2 separate regions of the Zea mays genome follow, and region 2 is linked to region 1. A link is a contact called in public Hi-C data. All regions are on one chromosome and are shown on one strand. Each heading gives the region's core, a stretch centred on a gene start, on an enhancer-like site or on the middle of the called end of the contact. The rest is flanking DNA. Distances are from core to core; before and after follow the strand shown. Region 1 holds the start of LOC100191543. Region 2 has its middle 20 kb from the start of LOC100273652.

Region 1 (7,327 bases), core at 3,407-5,906:
AAGACCAATCCTCAACCGAGATACAGGAGCGCACATAGAGATAATTTTTGGGGAAGACCTTCGAGTAGATTATCTTCTAAAATCTACTCAAAGGTCGGGGGCTACACCCATTGGGTGCACCTCTGGTGCACCCAATGACGTTCAGAATTCTACAAATCAAAATGCCGACCTCTAAGGCACAAGCACAGAACTAAACTTCGGTCGAACGAGTGATCGGAGCAAGAGAAGACAGCAGGAAGTCATTTTTTGGACCTTGGATCTTTGGGTTGATTACCTCTAAATCAACCCAAAGATCGGGGGCTTGTGGGGGATAGATATCCCCCGGGTCCACTAAAGAAGTAAAAGACCTCACGAAAGGCCCAAGGGCCCAATAAATCGTAAGGTCGTTCTTTCGTGGGCCTGGGGAAAGACAATCAACAAAGCAGAGAAGACATAAGACCAGATTGGAGCAAACCCGGACGGCCCACAACGTCAAACGAGTAAATCCCAACAGAGACCCGACTTACCCGCGCTGAAGCCCCCATGTAATGGAGCCATGCGAGGATAAGTCGGCGAGGGTTACGTAGGGATAAACTCAAGAGGTTCGCTACCTTTCAGCTACTTGTTGTTATCATATCCACGTGTACTGCCCCACGGTCGAGTATATAAGGCCTAGGGGGCACCCCTTCAGAACGATCGACCCTATTTTTACTTAGCCACCCACGTAAACTCTCTGTGCCTTCAATCCAGAGAGCCCTCTTGTAACCACACTCGTATACTCACCAGGACGTAGGGTGTTACGCATCTTTAAGCGGCCCGAACCTGCAAATCTTGTCCACTGTCCCTCGTGCGATCGGCACGAACCATTTAGCTACAGTCGTTGACACCGTCCTACTCCTAAAAACACCTTAAGGGCAACCCCGGGTGTGCGGTCGGACCCAAAACACCGACAAATAGAAAGAGTACATCGGGGACGTGCCAATTCTTAGGAAGGTCTCTGGTGTCATGGAACTCTAAGAAACAAACTTCCGTTGCCCTATCCACCGCTGAGGCCGAGTATGTTGCCGCAGGACAGTGTTGCGCGCAACTACTTTGGATGAGGCAAACCCTCAGGGACTTTGGCTACAATCTGAGCAAAGTCCCACTCCTATGTGATAATGAGAGTGCTATTCGCATGGCGGAAAATCCTGTTGAACACAGCCGCACAAAGCACATAGACATCCGGCATCACTTTTTGAGAGACCACCAGCAAAAGGGAGATATCGAAGTGTTTCATGTTAGCACCGAGAACCAGCTAGCCGATATCTTTACCAAGCCTCTAGATGAGAAGACCTTTTGCAGGTTGCGTAGTGAGCTAAATGTCTTAGATTCGCGAAACTTGGATTGATTTATAGCATACATGTGTTTATGCTTTTGATCATGTTCCTTCTGCATTTTGTTGCTTAATAATGGTGCTCAAGTTGTACAAACACTCCCTGGACCTCACAAGTCCGTTGCAAAGTGATGCACATGTTTAGGGGGAGATGTGTTACAACTTGACCCTTTGAGACTAACCATGTGCTTGAGTTTGCTTGTTTTAGTCTCAAAGGAGGTTTGAAAGGGAAAAGGTGGACTTGGACCATGAAAGACTTCCACTGCACTCCGATGAGAGGGTAACTTATTCCAAGTTCATCTCATGTACTCTTATTGCCTTTGTATTCTTATTGAAGATTTTGATGAGGCAATGGGGTTCTGGGGCCAAGATTTATCCCGTTTTGGTGCTTGATGCCAAAGGGGGAGAAAATAAAGGCCAAAGCGATAAATGGATCAGCTACCACTTGAGAGATTTTGAAAATAGTAGAATAGAGCTTTTGGTTGGTCAAAACTCTTTTATTGGTAGAATAGAGCTTTTTGGTTTGTCAAAACTCTTTTATTGTCTCTCTTGTCAAAAGTTGGCTTCTTGTGGGGAGAAGTGTTGATTATGAGAAAAAGGGAAGTTTTTTGAAATCTTGAATCAATTTCTCTTGGAATCACTCTCTTTATGTCTTAACATGTGTGTTTGACTTAGAGATAGAAATTTGAGTTTGATTTGCAAAAACAAACCAAGTGGTGGCAAAGGGTGATCCGTATATGTCAAAATTGAATCAAAACAATTTGAGTTCTTATTTGAATTGGTTTTGTATTTGTTCTACTTGCTTTATATTGTGTTGGCATAAATCACCAAAAAGGGGGAGATTGAAAGGGAAATGTGTCCTTGGGCCATTTCTAAGTATTTTGGTGATTTAGTGTCTAACACAAGTGCTTAAATGTAAAATGGTGGACAAAGTACAAACCAAGGATAAAGGTATGTTTCTCAGACTTAGTACATTGTTTTATGGACTAATGTATTGTGTCTAAGTGCTGGAAACAGGGAAAATCCAATTGAAAATGTCTTGGCTCGAGCAGCCAAGAATCTGCTCAGTCTGGGAGCACCGGACTGTCCGGTGGTGCACCGGACAGTGTCCGGTGCGCCAGGCTGGTTCGGGCAAAGTGGCCGCTCTCGGGAATTCACCGGCGACGTACGACTATAATTCACCGGACTGTCCGGTGTGCACCGGACTGTCCGGTGAGCCAACGGTCGGCCGGGCCAACGGTCGACCGCTCGATCTGCGCGGGACACGTGGCCGAGCCAACGGCTAGAAGGGTGCACCGGACATGTCCGGTGTGCACCGGACATGTCCGGTGCGCCAACGGCTCTCTGGCTGCCAACGGTCGGCTGCGCCGTTTAAGGAAAGAAATCGGGCACCGGACAGTGTCCGGTGCGCCAGACGGCAGAAGGCAAGAATTGCCTTCCCAGATTGCTCTCAACGGCTCCTAGCTGCCTTGGGGCTATAAAAGGGACCCCTAGGCGCATGGAGGAGTACACCAAGCATCCTTTGAGCACTATTGATCACTCACACATCATTCTTGCGCACTTGTTCGACATTCTAGTGATTTGAGCTCTGTTCTAGTGTGCTAGCCATTTGAGCTTAAGTCTGGGTTCTGTGTGTGCGTATTTGCTGTGATCTTTGTGTCTTGTGTGAGTTGCTAATCCCTCCCTTGCTCCGTGCTTCTTTGTGAACATCAAAAGTGTAAGGGCGAGAGGCTCCAAGTTGTGGAGATTCCTCACGAACGGGATAAGAAAAGAAAAGCAAAACACCGTGGTATTCAAGTTGATCATTGGATCACTTGAGAGGAGTTGAGTGCAACTCTCGTCCGTTGGGACGCCACAACGTGGAGTAGGCAAGTTTTGTACTTGGCCGAACCACGGGATAAACCACTGTGTCATCTCTGTGTTGATCTCTTTGTGGTTTTCGTATTGTGCAAGTTCTTCTCTCTAGCCACTTGGTGATTATTGTGCTAACACTTAACCAAGTTTTGTGGCTTAAGTTTTAAGTTTTACAGGATCACCTATTCACCCCCCCTCTAGGTGCTCTCACTTACCTAATATATTTCTTCTAATTGTAGATTGGATTTTCTATTGGTGATTTTGTGTCGCTAAAAGGCTTTTTGATATCTACGTTGTTTTGTTATAGTCATGATATTACAGCTTAACTTTTATGCTATTATCAAAAAACTACCTTTATTTTGGTATTTTTTGGTGACTTCTCCATTGCGGGTTGGTACTTCATAGACTTTTGTCCTGCGTCCGCCACTGGTCGGCACACTAGTCAACGAAAGTCGTCGTTGTTATAGTTAAGATTGTTTAAATTTTGTCCTCTAAGTTTCAAAGCTTAAAAGTTGTAGAACACTTGAGCTTATATATAATTTCTAAAAATCTAATATAAAATAGATTAAAATCTAGCACTGTCTGAGAGGCTGAGTCTTTGGATTGATTTTTTCAATTACAAGAAACAGCTCAGATAGTGTGTACTACAAACTATAAGCCTTTAAATCATTAGTACAATTAACAGACAGTATGTACTCCCTCCGGTGCAGTAAAAGAAGTCATCCTGCGCGTGACCGAGCGTGCACAAAAAGAAGTCATAGCGCGCGTGGGTATGGGATTTGGACGTTATTGCCCCTAGTAATTGCACAAAAAAAGATGCATTTAAGAGGAATCGAACTTGAGACCTCCAATCTAGAATGCCTTGGAGCTGCTGCAACAACCAATCAAGTCTGATTATTTTAGTAACGTTAATGCACCCATATCCCTATTTAATAGGGGCAAACAGGGAAAACTCTATGATAATTAATCACTCCTTGGTATGCACAATCATGTCCTAAACGACTACCTTTACTGCACTGGAGGGAGTACATAAAGTTGAAGAGACGGGTTTGATTTTTTTATTTATTTCCTTGAGACCCTTTAATGGGTATAGAAGGATTTCAAACAATCACTACGGTGGATCCCATAAACTTGGTCCCACACTCCCACTTCCCAGCAGTAATGGCAGCTCAGCTCGGAAGTGCGACATCGCCGATTCGCCGTGGCAGAAAAGTTGTGTAGTCAGAATATCCCACCGAGCCGCCAGCCACCAGCTCTACTTCTTCCACTGCCTATGGGTCCCGCATACTCCTGCCCCACCTGTCACACAAATTTCAGCCACCACAGCATGCCCGCCGCTTTTATGGGCCATACCCGTCAGGGACAACACAGTCAAGGCACCTCGTAGGCGGACCAAAAGCAGTAAATAAACCGGTGGCCAAAGGCGAAAGCCGGGCACGCACACCCACCCCACAGATCTCCCTCCTCTCTCTGCCCGTGCTGTTGCTGTCCCCGTCGTTCGCGCTCGCCCAAGTCGTCGCCCAGTCGCTGCGCCGCTCAGCTCCAAAGCCAGCAGAACCGCGCAAGCGCGCGCGTGTCCCTCCTCCGCTCCTCCATTCCGCGCCGCTGGACTGGACGCGTCGCTGTGCGGACTTCTTGCTTGCGCCGGCTGCTACGGGCACGGTCCACGGGGTAAGCTGTTCGTCCTTGCGCGCGATCGCGCTCCGGTGATGGATTTTCCTTGGTTTTATTTTTTGTTCGGTTTTTTTACCCGGGTCTGTGGCGGTGTGCGCAGACCTGACTGGCGGCTCCGGGCCGGGGGAGGCGAGCGACAGAGCGATGCAGAGGCAGGGGAGACACCTGGAGCGGTCCAACTCGAAGCGAGCCCTCGACCATGGCGGCGGTGGTGACGACGACGACCGCCCGTCTAAGCGCCCGCGCGTCCCCGCCCTCGCCAGGTGACTGCGTTGAACCTGTCAAGTGGCTCTGTTTGGATTGTTGACTCTGTTTGGGAAGAGTGGTTCGAGTTAGTTAGCACCTGCTACCATGTAGCCTCACTGAGGGTCTGATTCGTGATACTGTGATCGTCAATGTTACACTTGAAAGTTAACTGAATTACTAATGGGGCTTTAGTTCGTGTGACAGAACATGGAACAAGTCTGGGATTAGTCTTTTAGAGGTGAAAAAAGTAAGGCTGTCTCAAGCAGCTCAGCTGTGCTATTCCATCTCATATTTCATCCCCTATTTCAAACTTAACTCTGTAAGTAGGGTAATCTACAATGCAAATCCTTTAGTTTACACGAACTGATGTGGACATCCTTAAAAGAAGGGGGTGTTAGCTCTGTGCTATAGTTTCTTCCACATATAATCTGTGCCTTTGTTTGGGATTCTGAAAGAACAGGGAGGACCTCTCAGTCTCCACACCCTTTCCAACATCCTTGATCTTACCTATTTACCTGTAAGGCCCCCCTTTGGACTGCAGCTCCCCCCCCCCCCCTCCCTGTATTCTGCATTTTCCCCGTGAAAACAAACTGATTCCTGTTAAATTTGTGTACGATTACTGTGAATTTTCTAAGTTCCAAAGAGACCCTAAATGTACAATCGAACTATATCTGCATGCACTGTAATGTATAGTTACTTTATAATATAAAAGTATACATGCACTTAAATAGCACATAAACCATGTTCTTTTTCCCATTTAAAATGGCATCTTACCATTACTAATTGGATGCTTATTTTTGGAGCCTCCACCTTAATCCTAATCAGATGCACTAGAAAAGAGACAAATTCTAGATTTTTCGACAAAAAAAGTTAGAAACATCTATCCATAATTTGGCATACTATAACCAGTATCGACAATAATAAACATTGTACCTATTCTGTTTTTCTTGTAAAAATAATTAGCCACCTCCGTAATTTTTAGAAATATTCTAAAGTAACCTCCTAAATGTGTATATGAATTACCACCTCTGCTGTTTTGAAGAACAATCTGAAGTGGCCACACCTAAATCTTCATTTAATTACCAACCTATGCCATTATAAAAAATAACCTCCTAAATTTACATCTAAATTACCTACCTCTACCATTGTATTAAGACTAACTTAAACCAAGCCCTAAGCCTGCATCTTAGTTAACTACCTATGCCATTACAAAAAATCCCAAAGTATTCCTATATATGCTTCTAAATTAACCTTTATTCTTTTGTTAACATAAAAAATTAAATCAAACTATATATGCATGATGTGTGTCACAATCAGGAAGTGGTTGCTCATGAGATCAATTTCCATGTCAAACACATATATATAGTAAAACTAAGGGTTCAAATAAACATATGTCGAACACGCATAAAAACCTTTTGATATTACTATCCTATGCAGTTTCTATTAGCCAAATTCTAGAAATGGTATCATTTTATTATATCAAGTTATAATTGCTGAATGATGTTCTTAAAAAAGACATTTGTAGCTTTGTAGTTTCTATGAGCCATTGAATATCCATTTCTACTGAACTATGTGAAAACAGTGAAATATGCCTCAACAAATATCTGTAAATCAAGACCACCATTGTTTCAGTTGTGCTGTTTTGTGAGAATCGAAGATCGTCCTAGTCCTTACCATGCCTTAATATATTTTCCTGATGATTGCAGTGTCATTGTAGAAGCACTCAAGGTAGACTGTTTACAAAAGCTTTGCTCATCACTGGAACCAATTCTGCGCAGAATTGTGAGTTGATGACCTTGGACAACTTTTTATATAACCATCTGATTGCTTTTCTTGTCATTAGCCAACCAGCGTTTGCTGTGTAGGTCAGTGAAGAAGTAGAGCGTGCTTTAGCCAAATTGGGCCCTGCAGGTCCTGCTAGGATCCAAGGAAGGTACAAAATCTGGAACTTGATCTTTATGGTTGTTTCTGTAGTTTTACCTGGATATGCTGCAATAAATTGTGAACTTCATATACCAAATAAAAACAGGGGCTCACCCAAACGAATTGAAGGCCCTGATGGTAGAAGCCTCCAGCTTCAGTTTAGGACTAGGTTATCCCTTCCGCTCTTTACTGGAGGGAAAGTAGAAGGCGAGCAGGGAGCAGCAATTCATGTTGTGCTGCTTGATGCGAACACTGGACATGTTGTTACTTCAGGACCTG
Region 2 (7,327 bases), core at 2,310-4,809, 200 kb before region 1:
TCATCAAATACAACAGCATTTTTGCAGTCCATGCATGGACAATATATGTGCTTTGTCTTTGTTCTCCAAGCATGGTTCGTAGCGACAACAATAAACCTATGGACCTCAGATATGTGTATGATGGATCTAGCCTTGATAAGTTATACATCCAGGATATCCTCTCCATCATCATCTGTAAAAAAAGTAACATAAAACACACAAGAACACAAATTGGCAAGAGAAACATATACCAATATTTCCTAACAACTAAATATATCACGGATAAAGAAAATTGGCAAAAGAAACATGAACAACCTTTCTTAGCGACCTTCTTCCAAAAAAATAAAGATCAAAACCTCCCCCTTGTATTTTGTGAAATCTGGCCTTCCAATGAAAGTTGGGCTGCGCGCGAGCTACACAGTTTTTGTCGGGAAGGATGAAGGGGTATTTATACAACAAAGGTCATAGGCGGTTGGATTAGGCAACCTAACTACTTTATCTCTAACACATGGTGAAACCCTAGATCCAAAATGTAGCTAAAATGGAGGAAAAATGAACAAAATTTGGCAAAAGAAACATAAGCCAAACTTTCCTAGCAACTAATAAACAAAAAATCTTAATACCCAAACCTATCTCTAACACATGGTGAAAGCCTAGTTTCAAAATGTAGTTAAAATTGAGCAAAAATGAACAATAATTGGCAATTGAAACATAATTAAACCAACCTTTCATAACAATTAATAAAAACAATCTTAATTATCAAACCTATCATCCTCCCTCTCCATACAACACATTCACCATCCATTAAGCAACTAAATATGTGTCATGGATAAACTGATTTGAGAACTAAACATGAAAAAGGAGAGGGAATAGACAAAATCTAACCATCTTAAGCAACCTCATTTAAGGAAATAGAGAAAATAACCTAGCTATACTCTTCTCTCTCACATGTAAAACCCTAGATCCAAAATGTGGCTAAAATTGAGCAAGAATGGACAAAAATTGACAAAGAAACATAAACCAACCTTTCTTATCTACCTTCTTCCAAAAAATGAAGACCAAAACCTCCCCCTTGTATTTTGTGAAATCTGGACCTCCAAAATCGCCTCCAATGGAAGTTGGTTGCGAGCGTACAGCTCCTGTCGGGGGGAGGAAGAGCATAGTTCACTAGCGGCTGGCTTGAAAAACCGACAGTGGAAACCTATTTTCACTGGCGGTTATCTTAACACAAATGTAACAGAACCGTCAGTGGAAACTAGATTTTCACTGGCGGTTGTGTTACACCAACCGTCAGTGTAAATATCCTATTTCTACTGGCGGTTGTGTTAAGATAACCGCCAGTGGAAATAGGTTTCCACTGGCGGTTCCCAAGCCAGGCCCACCAGATTTTTTTTACTGGCGCGCGGTAACTAAAACCGTCAGTGATAATTTATAGGTGCCGTAGGCTTTGAGCTCTTCTCTACTAGTGGCTGCCGTCGTTTACGTGTTGGTTCAATTCTCTCACTCGAGTACTCGACGCGAGCTCACCTCCTCTCCAGCAGGCGCGTGCAGCAGCTGCGCGCGCGGGCCGGGCACGCAGCGTGCCTGCGTGGTCTGTGGAGCCAGCTGCGATGCTAGGGCCTGGCCGGGGGCGGCTATCTCGCGCGCGCGACGGCGAGACGAGCGAGCTGCTGAGCACGCAGCGTGCGTGCATGGAGGTAGCAGGCATTGTAGCAGCACAGCCCCGGCTACTGTGAGCGGTGACGGGACTTGACGAACCAGCGCGTGCAGCTGTGCCCGCGTGGTGGTGCCCCCGGCCGGCACGCCGTACTGCAGTGGCACCGATGCTGCGCATGCCACACTACGACACCATGTGGAACGGAACCCCCACCGAGGATACATGCATGGACGCATGCGCGTACGTCGCCCTACTGTACAGACGTAGGAACATGTGTGCTAGAATAGATACCTGTCGATTCAAGTAACTACATATGTTGTTACTAGAGGTGTCAAACTGTTAATGGAGAATTTCCCATCGGATTTGGAAACTCCATCCCTATCCTAGGAAGCTATACCCATTCCCATCCTGTCCCTATAGCTATCATAGATATAAAATTCATCCCATATGTATCTCTATTTAGATATCGAATCTTCAATGGGTCCTTATCCTCGACAAAAAAAAAACATAATTACATTATATTTTATATGACATTAACAGATACAGGACATCCAATAACAATGAACAATACATCATAAATAAATCTGACATGTAACAAACAAAAGCATTCTTTAGCCATACAAAACAGCAAAAACAAAGTGGCACATGAACTAGTGAGTGGAGCGGCTAGCGGCTAGCGGCTTGCCACCTAGGTTGGGTGGATGGGTGACTAAAAGAGTTGAAAAAGGTAAGGTTAGCCGTTAGACTTATTGTCTATTGGGTTGCACACATAATTTTACTAAGTGAATGTTACCCATGGGTAATCGAGTTCGGATTTTGTTTTCCCATATCCATACCCACTATATACCTAATACGGAAAGAGTTTTTTTTTTCCAAATTTATACCCATGGAGATTAATCTTTTACCATACCATAACTCTAAGGGCTATTTTGGGAACCTCATTTTTCTGAAGGATTTTTATTTTTCCAAAAGAAATTATTTCATTTTCCCTTAAGAAAATAGAAATCTCTTGGAAAAAATAGAGTTCTCAAACTAGCCTAACAGAGGAATTCTAGATGGGTAAATGGGTATCGGATCCCATTATTAACATCTATATATATTGTTACTAAGAGAAGAGAGAACCATGCATTGCATATTTGCATGAATATCCCGATCGTGTATGTAGCTAGCGCTGTCCCGCCCGCCGTATTGCGGTTGCACTGTATGAGCTTAGGACTCACAACTGCCACAGCACGTAGCACTGTACATGAGTCCTTGGGAGCAGACAGATTTGTGCACCTATCAGGATTCTGAATCTCCGATGGATCGGAGCCACATACTATATACTACAGGAAGGTTGCGAGAGAGACGTACCATACGTAGTATATACTCTGTACGTACGTAGTAGTAGCTATACATGTCCGAACCGAACATGTACGGCGGCGCGGACACGCTAGAGCATGTATGACCGCTAGCTACTGAGCATCTGTAGCAGCAGCAGTACAGTAGAGTATGGCCGCCTATACTAGCCCATAGGCTGTAGAAAAGCTCTCACGCCTGAATCCTGATCACCGTCGTCTCTGATCTCTGCCTGTTCAGAGCGCGCGCGCGTCCACATCCTGGCTCTAGCTACCGCTCCTCGGGCGAGCTCGCCGACGCGCCTACGCCGTAGCACGCATGCATGCATGAGTGTGGAAGAGATGAGGCCGGTAGACCGGCCGTAGACGACGAGACCAGCCCATGTTCATCTCCATAATTAGCCCGTCGATGGATTCCCCAGCAGGCGGCTGGTGAAGTGTCCTGTTCACGGAACAGTGCCTCGACTCTGATTCGTTCGAGCAACTCGCACTGGACCACCACCCGTCGTCCTCTTCACTGGCATGGCTGCCTGATGATAACCTTAACTTCCTCATGGCCGTACGCGCCCTCCTCACCTCGCTACTGCATCTGCACCTGCGCCTGCACCTGCACCTGCACTGCGCATGCCCATCGATCGGGCGCGTACCGACAGGCCTCTGAACGGTCCTCTCCGGATTCCGCCCGCCCGGGCCTCTTATCATCTTATGGCTCGGTCTCCTCTATACCCAGATGAGTTCACTCCGTGAGTTTAATCTGGACGGGATCGGAGGTCGCCGGAGCAGTTGTTGCATGTACTCCCTCTATTTTTTTTACATGCTGTATTGACTAGTTTATTGTACATCAAATATTCTGCAAGTAAGAAAAATGTTTTATAGAAAACCCCCGGCCTCTGATGTTTTGGGAAACTTGTTCTAGCTACATCCCTATTTTATTTTGTGAGTTCTACAAACCCCATAAGACAACGGTGAAATCAAAGGTTTTGTACTGTTTTAGGGCGTGTTCGTTTGTTCCGCAATCATGACCTAGAACCAATCCAGCCAGGAATGCTTATCTAATTTGTATAAGCTTTAATCACCTGGAACCATTCCTGGCTTCAATCCTGAACAAACGAACGCACTCTTAGTGTGTTTATAAGTCACAAGATGGTAGAAGCCTGGACAAACACATGTGAAGAAATGAAGAAAACGCATGCTGCTCGACAACACCGAATGTGTCCAATGGTGCATAAGATAAAGCACTAGATATCATCGATACTATGCGAAGAAGGACGCAACTAGCTACCAGATGCATCAGATAGGTAGATGTGCACAGGATACCAGGCACCGTACGTGTTTGGTGATGCACCGAATACCACATGGAATAGGGTACTTAGATAGGTTTTAGTGTGAGATGGAGAACACCACAAGACACCGGATGTGTCTAGTGATACCCCAGATACCCAATCTCTTACAGTTGGCAATAGCTAGAATCTAATGGCTAGCTAACATGGACGCACCAGACATATCTCATGGGTGCACAAGAGCACGCGCGCGTCAACTTCAATTGCAAGTTAAGACGTTCTTAAGCTCTAGTTTTTGCCAAACACGAGACCGATTGCTACCTAATGAGTTCCTTATTATATAGAATGAAGGACAAGCATATGAGGGGCCTAAGAACTAGCAATGAATGTCTCAACGACGCGGAGATTGTGCTATAGAAGGAAAGGCACAAGCACAAAAGGAAAGAATCCCAAATGGAGATAATTTCACGCCAATTTTGGGATCTACGACCAGTTTGCACTAAAATGAACGTCCAGGATGTATACGGACTCAGATTTGGACGTTCTTTATATGTATGGAAAGGTAACAACTAAGACATTTCCAACGCATCCCGGCTCACTTCCAAATTCAACTGGAATCATTGGTAATCATCCAATCAATCAAGGGGACATAATCTGAGTTGTTTCCATATGGGCTCAAATTGCCTTGTACCTAGTTGGGTTTATTAAGGAAAGATTCTAGGGGTGGGCATTTTAAAACCAAAACCGAACCCGAACTGAACTCGAATAGACCGAATTGGGTTTTCGGGTTCGGGTTCAGTTCCTATATGTTGGGGGCCTTCCTCTTCCGAATGTCCTCAAAAACTTAACTAACATGTTTTCTAGTATAACATACTATCTCAGGAAGCTTCAACTTTGAGATGTAGGTGTGCATGGTATGAAAGGCGCGGTCTGGAGGAAGGATGAACCAGCTCCGAAGCTGTGGCTGGAGAAGCTTCGACTTAGCACAAGGACGGTGGTGGAGGATGAAACCGACCTAAAGGGGGAAAGACTGCTTAGTCCTTGACAGATTTCCTTTTGGCTAACAGTAAATGTCAGGGACATGATGAATGTAATTTTACCTAGGCTGCGTCCTGTGCCTATAAATAGATGAACAGTAACATCGTACTGTTCACGCTGACTTGTAATCACTCTCATGTCACTCCCACTGTTTCACCTTCTGTCAAGCCAAAGGTACAAATGTAATATAAATGTTATTGATGCTTATTCATGCTTATAAAATAAAAATATGAATAGTCTAATGATTTGAAATGATTATTCATATTCCCTTTGTGTTTCATATGTCTCTGCTTACATTCTTGCTTACTGAAATGATGAAGGTATGTCCTTCATGACCTTCGTCTGAAGATCATTATATCCCAAGGGAGATAATGTTCGAAGGATGAAGGTCTCTAATCGTTAACAATTGTGTTGCTTTGTTCTTGGTATATAGCATCCGAGAACAAGGGACAACATTGGCGCCCACCTCTGGTGAACCCATTCGACCACCTTCGGCAAGCATCAACCTTCGTTATGCCATCGAAGAAGACAACAGGGTCAGGGGCTACATTGCAGCCATTGGACGTTAATCAGGAGACGCTACGCGAAGCCAGGAACTAGAAGAGGAAGGCTACCAGCCCAACACCTCAGGAGGAAGAACTGGACCAAGAAATCAACAAGTTCAAAAGAAGAGAGAGAAAATGCTTCAACTCACTGATCTCCAGAGGAAGATTGATGAGGCCGCCGAGGAAATGCGTCACCTCACCCAGGATGACCAAGACCGAAGGACCGAGTACAGAGAGCTTCGTCAAGAGAATTCATACAAACGATGATGAATGGTATGGTGATTTTCATCATGGCAATTTTGCTTTCGATGATGCTTCTCCTTTGGCAGTAGAATTGTAGGCTACCATATGGCCCCCATCATACAAACCACCTTAGCTTCCTATGTATGATGGGCACTCAGACCCGAAGCAGTTCCTGATGAGCTACGAAGCAACCATATCTTCATATGGGGGCAATACTGCAGTCATGGCGAAATCCTTCGTCATGGCAGTCAGAAGCGTAGCACAAACTTGGTACTCTTCTCTCAGGCCAGAGACAATCACATCATGGCAGAAGCTCAAAGATATGCTAGTCACTAGCTTCCAAGGCTTTCAGACGAAGCCAGTTATTGCTCAGGCTTTGTTTCAGTGCACGCAAGACCATGAGGAGTACCTTCAGGCGTATGTCCGAAGGTTCCTGCGTCTAAGAGCACAAGCACCTACAGTGCCCAATGAAATTGTCATTGAGGCCATGATCGAGAGGCTTCGGCCATGACCTACAGCTTAATATTTTGCCAGGAAGCTTCCACAAACCCTGGAGAAGCTCCTTCAGAAGATGGATGAGTACATCCGGGCCGATAATGATTTCCGCCAAACAAGGGAGGAAGCATACAGGTTTTCTGAGATGGCCAGGGGCTTCGGAGGAAGAATTCACCCCAGGCACGTCAAGTCAATCCATAATGCTAACCCAAGTGATGATAGAGGAAATCAACCCCAAAGGCGACAACACAGCTCCCAATCATCAGGGCCACAACAAAGCTCCTTCAGGCCACCATCTCTAAGAGGCAGAGGGGGCAGAAGCTTCGGAGGAAGATACAGAGATCAGCCCAGGAGACTTTTTTGTTTGTTCTGTGGTGAAGACAAAGGCCACACCACAAGAACGTGTAAGGTCATGATTCAGAAGCAGAAAGAGATTGCCGAAGCTGAAGCACGGCAGAATCAGCCGAAGCAAGTCCTACATACTACTTCATGCTATTCTCCCTATGTCCCAGAGTACGTAGGTAATGAACAGCCTATGGCCTCTGTCGCTTAGGCAAGCCACTCTCAAGCTTCCTGGGCCCAGTTTCCACCACCACCACCGCTAGCACCTACTCTGGTGCGAAGCCAACAGCCAGAAGGGCACCAACACGCTCAACAATAGCGCGATTTTCGGGAGGAGTCCGAAGCTCGCATAGTCAATAGCACTGTGCCTGAATCCAAGCACATCTAATGAAGAATATCCTACCTCTGGTG

The links. Hi-C and Micro-C count contacts between places; a contact is called where the count stands out from the background.
Region 2: a Hi-C map of ear shows a contact between it and region 1, with 2.0 times the contacts expected there. The contact joins the enhancer-like site here to the promoter of LOC100191543 in region 1. A contact is called at or near these places in 2 of 25 Hi-C or Micro-C datasets (ear and tassel).

Annotation. Positions count from the first base shown.
Region 1 is chr2:48,400,038-48,407,364 of Zm-B73-REFERENCE-NAM-5.0, reverse strand. It overlaps LOC100191543, which reads left to right and starts at 4,656. Exons shown (of 9, transcript NM_001365499.1): 1 at 4,656-4,876; 2 at 4,980-5,142; 3 at 6,832-6,907; 4 at 6,991-7,058; 5 at 7,155-7,327. The coding sequence starts at 5,024.
Region 2 is chr2:48,599,338-48,606,664 of Zm-B73-REFERENCE-NAM-5.0, reverse strand. No RefSeq gene overlaps it. Among protein-coding and RNA genes, the nearest start is that of LOC100273652, 20 kb to the left of the region's middle. Within about 2 kb of position 3,559, at least 10 of the 20 cell types and tissues checked have an H3K27ac peak or open chromatin away from gene starts, as enhancers often do. A contact at or near this core is called in ear, where this site is marked.